Regions from separate parts of the Mus musculus genome. Here region 2 is linked to region 1. The links are chromatin contacts, called in public HiChIP or PLAC-seq maps. All regions are on one chromosome and are shown on one strand. The core of a region is the stretch at or near the end of the contact, and the rest is flanking DNA. Distances in the headings are between cores, read along the strand shown.

What was found. HiChIP or PLAC-seq counts read pairs in DNA pulled down with a chosen protein or histone mark.
Region 2: an H3K27ac HiChIP or PLAC-seq map of embryonic stem cells shows a contact between it and region 1, with 7 read pairs. The contact joins the enhancer-like site here to the promoter of Klhdc10 in region 1. A contact is called at or near these places in 3 of 39 promoter capture datasets (erythroid cells, macrophages and neural stem cells), 1 of 15 datasets of contacts at CTCF or cohesin (embryonic stem cells), 13 of 484 Hi-C or Micro-C datasets (B cells, the Ba/F3 cell line, CD8 T cells and 7 more), 13 of 115 datasets of contacts at active chromatin or transcription factors (the 230-238 cell line, the NIH/3T3 cell line, the SCID.adh cell line and 7 more) and 4 of 9 other capture datasets (adipose tissue, embryonic stem cells, liver and 1 more).

What each region holds. Positions count from the first base shown.
Region 1 is chr6:30,400,414-30,403,299 of GRCm38.p6, forward strand. It overlaps Klhdc10 (kelch domain containing 10), which reads left to right and starts at 1,442. Exons shown (of 10, transcript NM_029742.3): 1 at 1,442-1,737. The coding sequence starts at 1,581.
Region 2 is chr6:30,525,581-30,528,466 of GRCm38.p6, forward strand. No RefSeq gene overlaps it. Among named protein-coding and RNA genes, the nearest start is that of Cpa2, 15 kb to the right of the region's middle. Within about 2 kb of position 1,416, at least 77 of the 459 cell types and tissues checked have an H3K27ac peak or open chromatin away from gene starts, as enhancers often do. A contact at or near this core is called in the N1E-115 cell line, craniofacial prominence, embryonic forebrain and 3 more, where this site is marked.

The DNA.
Region 1 (2,886 bases), core at 192-2,691:
GGCCTTGAACTTGTAATGTATCTATCTGAGTGGGGCTGGATTTGAATGCCTGATCTTTCTGCCACCATCCTCGGTTGGGGATTACAAGAGTGTGTCACCATGCTGAGTTTTATACTGTGGCAGGAGACTGTACCTTTGGTGCTAGACAAGTATTTTAAGCAACTGAGCTACCTTCATCCCCAGCTCCATGGGTTTTCTTTTTATCAGATGTCAAACATTTCAATAAACTGTATCATAATGCATAATGGATAAAAATACTTCTTTTCCTACAGAAACTGGGTGTGGAGACAAAAAACCAAAATTTCATGACGACATGAAATTTGCTCACTGAGATCAAAGGAGACTTCTGGTCTCAGCACTTTCTCCTTCTCCACCCCACTCCTTAAAAAAAAAAAAAATCCAACATGTGAGGTTCTCATGTGTGAAACATCAAGGGGGTCAGCAGTCCATCAGATTAGATCTTGAAAGGTTTTGTTTCCCTTGAGAAATTTATGTTTTTTTTCCTTATTTGGAAACAGCAATGTGTATCTGCATTTTCCCACTGTGCACTGCGCCTCCCCAACTTCAAAGCCAAATTTTCGGTTTAATTTTGAAACGATGGGAATTTCTGATATTTACATTTTAAAATCACATCGTCCGTTCCATTTTCTATCGTTAACTGTGTATATTGTAAGACAATTGAGGTGGATTGTTTGTGTGTGTGTGTGTGAGTAAAACATTTACTTGATCGTGTGTCATCTAAGAGAGTATCTTTTTCTATTGTTTTTTTCTTGGCAGGCATACACAAGCCGCGTGTTTAAATAAAGATCTTCACTGATGCCTGAAAGATTTTCTTATTGAAATTTTCACTTGTGTTTCTATGATTACTCTAATATCGAACAGTTTTCGGTATTTGCTAATCGGGTTTAAAGCTGTTTGCTCTTGACGTGGCTTTTGCAGGGGAAGGGTCCCGGCAGTGCCACCGTGAGACAAAACAAATGATGAAAGCCAGGAGTTTTTTAGATTTCATCTGACTCCTCCCCCTGCCCCCACCTCCCGTGAGCCCTTTGTGTGTGGCAACAGTCCGCAGACCGGGGCTCAGTTTGCAGAACTGCAGACAGATGTACCAACACCAAGTACATGCATTGTGTACCTATGATGTTTCTAAATGCAGTGCTTATGGGACAGAATTCCGGAGTATCGACCATGCTGAGGCAGCGACCCTGCTTGGGAGTCTCCTCTGGCGTAGCCTCCCCGCTCGGTCTTCGACTATCTGGTCTGAGCCCCCAGCATCCCGGAGAAGCGGGCGAGCTCCGGGAATCGATGCGCTCTCTGAGCGTCTGCTTACGCCTTTTCTCCCCCCATCTCTTTTAGCTATAGCTATGGTTACCACGTCTCTCCCCGCCTCCCTCCACCTGCCAAGAAAGAGACTGCCCATTGGTCCACTGTCACCAAGGCGGCCAGCCATTGGTTGCTGGAGAGCCCGGCGCTACCCCGGCCCCCGTCTCCCGGGTCTCTTGAGGAGCCCGGGAAGGAGGCTCGGCTCGCGCTGCCGGGGCAGGGGCTTGCCGGGACCGGGCTGCGGCAATCGTTAGCGGGCCATGTCGGCTGCCCAGGGCTGGGACCGGAACCGCCGGCGGGGAGGAGGCGCGGCCGGCGGGGCCAGCGGGGTTAGCGGGGCCGGCGCGGCCGGCGGGGGTCGGGGCACCGGACAGCTCAACCGATTCGTGCAGCTCTCGGGACGGCCGCACCTGCCAGGTGAGTGGTGGGGCCGCTGCCGGCGAGAAGGTGGCGGTCGCCGGGCTCTGCTGCCCCTCGGACACACAGCCGAGGGAGGACAGGGAAGCAGAGCAGCAGGAAGGTGGCGTTGAGGTCAGGAGGGGAACCGGAGCACGCCGAAGAGAAGTCTCGCTGTGTCGACAGCTCGGGGAGGAGAGTTGTATTTTCCTCCCGACCGAGAGGCCGCTGTCTCTTTGACATTCCCAAATGTTTCGCTTGCCCGGTTCTTAATCTTTTCCTCTTCCGCGGATGGATGTTGTGAAAGAAAGACATTGGTGTTTAACTGTGGAAAATTATTTCAAAAGGAGTGCCAAATTAAGGAGAGGAGAGCAATATAGAAGTGATTTTGTTTGAAAGGAAAAAAAAAAAGCCAACCAACTGTGTCAGAGTTGGATATTTTGAAATGGAATGAGCATGTGAAAGTGTGTGTGTGTATGTATGTATGTGTGTGTGTGTTGGCTAGGGAGTATATGGGAAAGAAAATAAAAAAGATTAAGGGAAATGGTTGAATCAGTAATATTTGGGGATGTACAGAGACAGAATGGGTAATGGTGACTAGATTTTAAAAGGGGGAAATGAAGATCATGAATATAAAGAAACGAAAGGATGTGATCCCGGTATCAAAACTGAAAATTGGAAAAATATACCTACTGCTAAAAATTTCATGGTCTTTGAGTTCACATGTTTTAAAAAAAACAAAACAAAGTCATGTAGGTATGTGTGTAAACAGTTGTAAAAAGCGTACGTTTACAAATTTTCAGTCTGTTAAAAGGTAGAGAATTAAATCATGCACAGAATGCTAAATCATTTTATTGGGCAGTCGTGTTTTTTTTTTTTTTTCACCGTGAAGAGAATTGTCAGGAATGATGTACTAGACCTTCGCCATGTTTTTTTGTGTATGTGTGACTAGTGTTAAGTTGATTGTATCAGTGGTATATTTGTTTAGATGTTTTGAGAACCTGATTGTTTCTGAATTGTGTTTACTATTGTGACTTGTTCTTCTAGGTGGTAAAAAAAATCAGTTGATTAATTTAAAGATAACAAAGGGGATTTTACTTATTCAGAGAGATAATTACTAATATTTGTGATATGGTTTTTGATGTGTGCCAGAAATGTTCATTAACCCAT
Region 2 (2,886 bases), core at 166-2,665, 130 kb after region 1:
TTCGCCACCCTGGAGGATGGGCCACTGTTTAGGTTAGTGAAAAGCGTGAATGAAATCATATTAGTTCAGAAGAACTGCAGGTTTGTTATTTATAAATACAGTAAGTGGACGCCAGCTAACCAACTGTGGCCAGGGCACAGGGATGGACTTTGCTTTGGAGAAGAGACAAGAGTAGTTTGTAATTGACATTTCAAAGAAGCCTAAGAAACAGGCCAGCCTTTGTTTAAATCATAATTACCCAGTTTGTATGTAAAAGGATACTTCTATAGAAAGCTTTTCAAAACAACTGGTTCTTTTAAATAGATAATTATTCCCCTTCTTATCTTGTTTATACTATGCAGAACTTCAGTGAACTCTTTTTTCCCCCCACAAAGGTTAACTTCTGCTAGCCCTTCCTCAAATTGTCACAGATTCCCAATTAGTGAATTCTAAACAGGGTTTCCCTGCAACAATATCCCAAGGACTTGTCTGATGTGTTCTTTATTGCATTGAATAATGTCTGACAGGTTTCCAAGCACCAGGCCACCTGGATATTCTCTCTGTCAGGAACATGTGGTCTGAGAGCTGATGGCGGCTGAAGGGGAAATAAATGAGCCACAAACCTTCCAAAGTGACCAAGGAAGAGCAAGAAGGAAAATGTGTTACTTGTGAGCTAAATGTTCAGTTCTCAGCACTTTTGGGTGTAAGGATGCGCTTAGCTTAACAGCCCTAGACAGGGACAAAGAGTATGAAACCTTTTATGTAGAGCAGAAGATTGTTAGGGCCCAGAGAAGCTGCTCAGAGGGAGATGTCTTGTAAATTAATCCTCCTTGTGCTTTTTGATCAACACCCCCACCCCCCACCCCCCCCAACTCCGGAAGCTCTCGACACTGAACGTTCCATCTAGGAAATTTCTTAGTACTCAAAAATCAGTGCATGAAATGCTTTTTTTTTTCTTTTTTCTTTTTTTTGTAATAAAAAGGTTTAATCCCAATAGTACTATTTTCCAGTTTTTATCTGTTAACTTCTGAGTTCACTTCCTTCGCAGGCAGACCTTAACATGGCCTGATTACAGGGGCCTGCAGTTTGTAACGGTCTTTATTAGTGTCCTCTGACACCTTAAACTTTCTTATGTTCAAAATCTTGATTTAGCAGTGAAAATGCCAGGCAGGGAGCCAGCTCTGTTACTAATTAAAATAAATCAAAAGCGGGGAGAGGGGAGATAAAAACCAGGTTCCGGTGGGCGGATCTACCGGATTTGGTAAGGCAGAGTGGCGGGTCTGAGAGTGAAACGAGAGACAAAGTGCCTGGAGAAATGGCTGCCAGGGCCCGGGCCCTCGCGTCTTTCCGCTGATTGCGGGCTTTAGAATCAGACAGAGTCCGGGTAGCCCCTGCTGATTGCCTCCCTTTCTTCCGTCCTAGCAGATCCTCCTTCTGCCCATTGTACACTCTCACTGACACAGGGCCTTGATTGCTCTGAGCCAATCATGGCAGCAGCAGTCCCCCTGTGGAGTGATTCGAGCAGGCAGGGGGTGTCATTTCATTCCAGGGAGAAGTTTGCTGGTGAGGGCATTCTTAAAAGTTTCTTGGCTCTGAAAACAGACAGGCAGGGAGAGGAAATGGCCTCTCTCCTTTCTCCAAGTCTTCGGGGGATGGCAACACGTGTCCAGGAAGGCTCGGGTTGGAAATATGGAAAGCAAAGGATCCTGATCTGACAAGAGCTGGAGCAGTAGCTTGCATTTCTTGTGTGTGTGTGTGTGTGTGTGTGTGTGTGTGTGTGTGTTTTAGCTCACACTTGCCTGGAATTCACCATTTCACCATCTGCCTGCCTCTCAGCCCCCTGTACTGTACTGGGATTGCAGGAGTATGCCACTGTTTTTGGCACCTGCATTTGGATGGCTTGCAGGCAAGGTAATTTCTTATTTTTTTTAAGACTTGTTCTTTCTGGGTAGCCCTAACTGGCCTGAAATTCTCCATGTGAACCAGCCTGGCCTCAAACTCACAGAGATCCGCTCATGCAGTGCTGAGATTAAAGGCATACCCCACCAACATATTTATTTTTAAAAAAATTACCCTGACTGGGTGTGGTAGTGCACACTTTTAATCCTACCACCTGGGGAGGCAGAGGCAGGTTGATAGAAATTCCAGGCCAGCATGGTCTTCATTTGGAATTCCAGGCCAATTAAGTCTATAAAGTGAGGCTTAGTCTGAACAAACAAACAAACCCCTAAATTATGCCTATTTGTATAGGTTTTTGTTTTGTTTTGTTGTTACTTTTTTTTTTTTTTTTAAAGACAGGTTCTTATGTAGCCTTAAGGCTTATCTCAAAGTTGCCTGTGGCTGAGACTTTGTATAAAATGACTCTGACCTTTCATTCTCCTTGCTCTCTCCCTCCTGTGGGCCATCGGGATTCACCACCACACCCAGTCTATAGTGCTGGAACTGGAGACCAGAGGGAGACCCTCTGCCAACCAAGAGAAGTCATCAGCTCCAGGGACAGTAACTTTTTTTTTTTTTTTTAGAATTCACAGGGAGTTTTCCTGTTTCTTGTGGTTGGATCTTCCTCTGTGATCTCTAGAGCAGGGTCTTTTGCCTAGGATGTGCTCTGTAATGCTAAAGTTGCTAAAGATAGAAGTGTAACTAAACCGTTGCCTTCCCACATCCATGGATGGGTGCGGTGGGTGCAGAAGCCCGTCATACCCAAAGGACATGGCATTCCACTGTAGCCTGCACACTCCAGAGCGTTCACAAAGCAAGTCTGGAAATGTCAGAGATGAATGCCCCTCCCCCCAGTATCTCCTGACTAACCTGTGTGTGTGGCATCTGATGAAATGAGTGACTGCCTCCTGAGAGCCAGAGAGAGTGGGGAACTGTCATTGTGAGTGCTTTGGTTTTTCAGGGCTATTG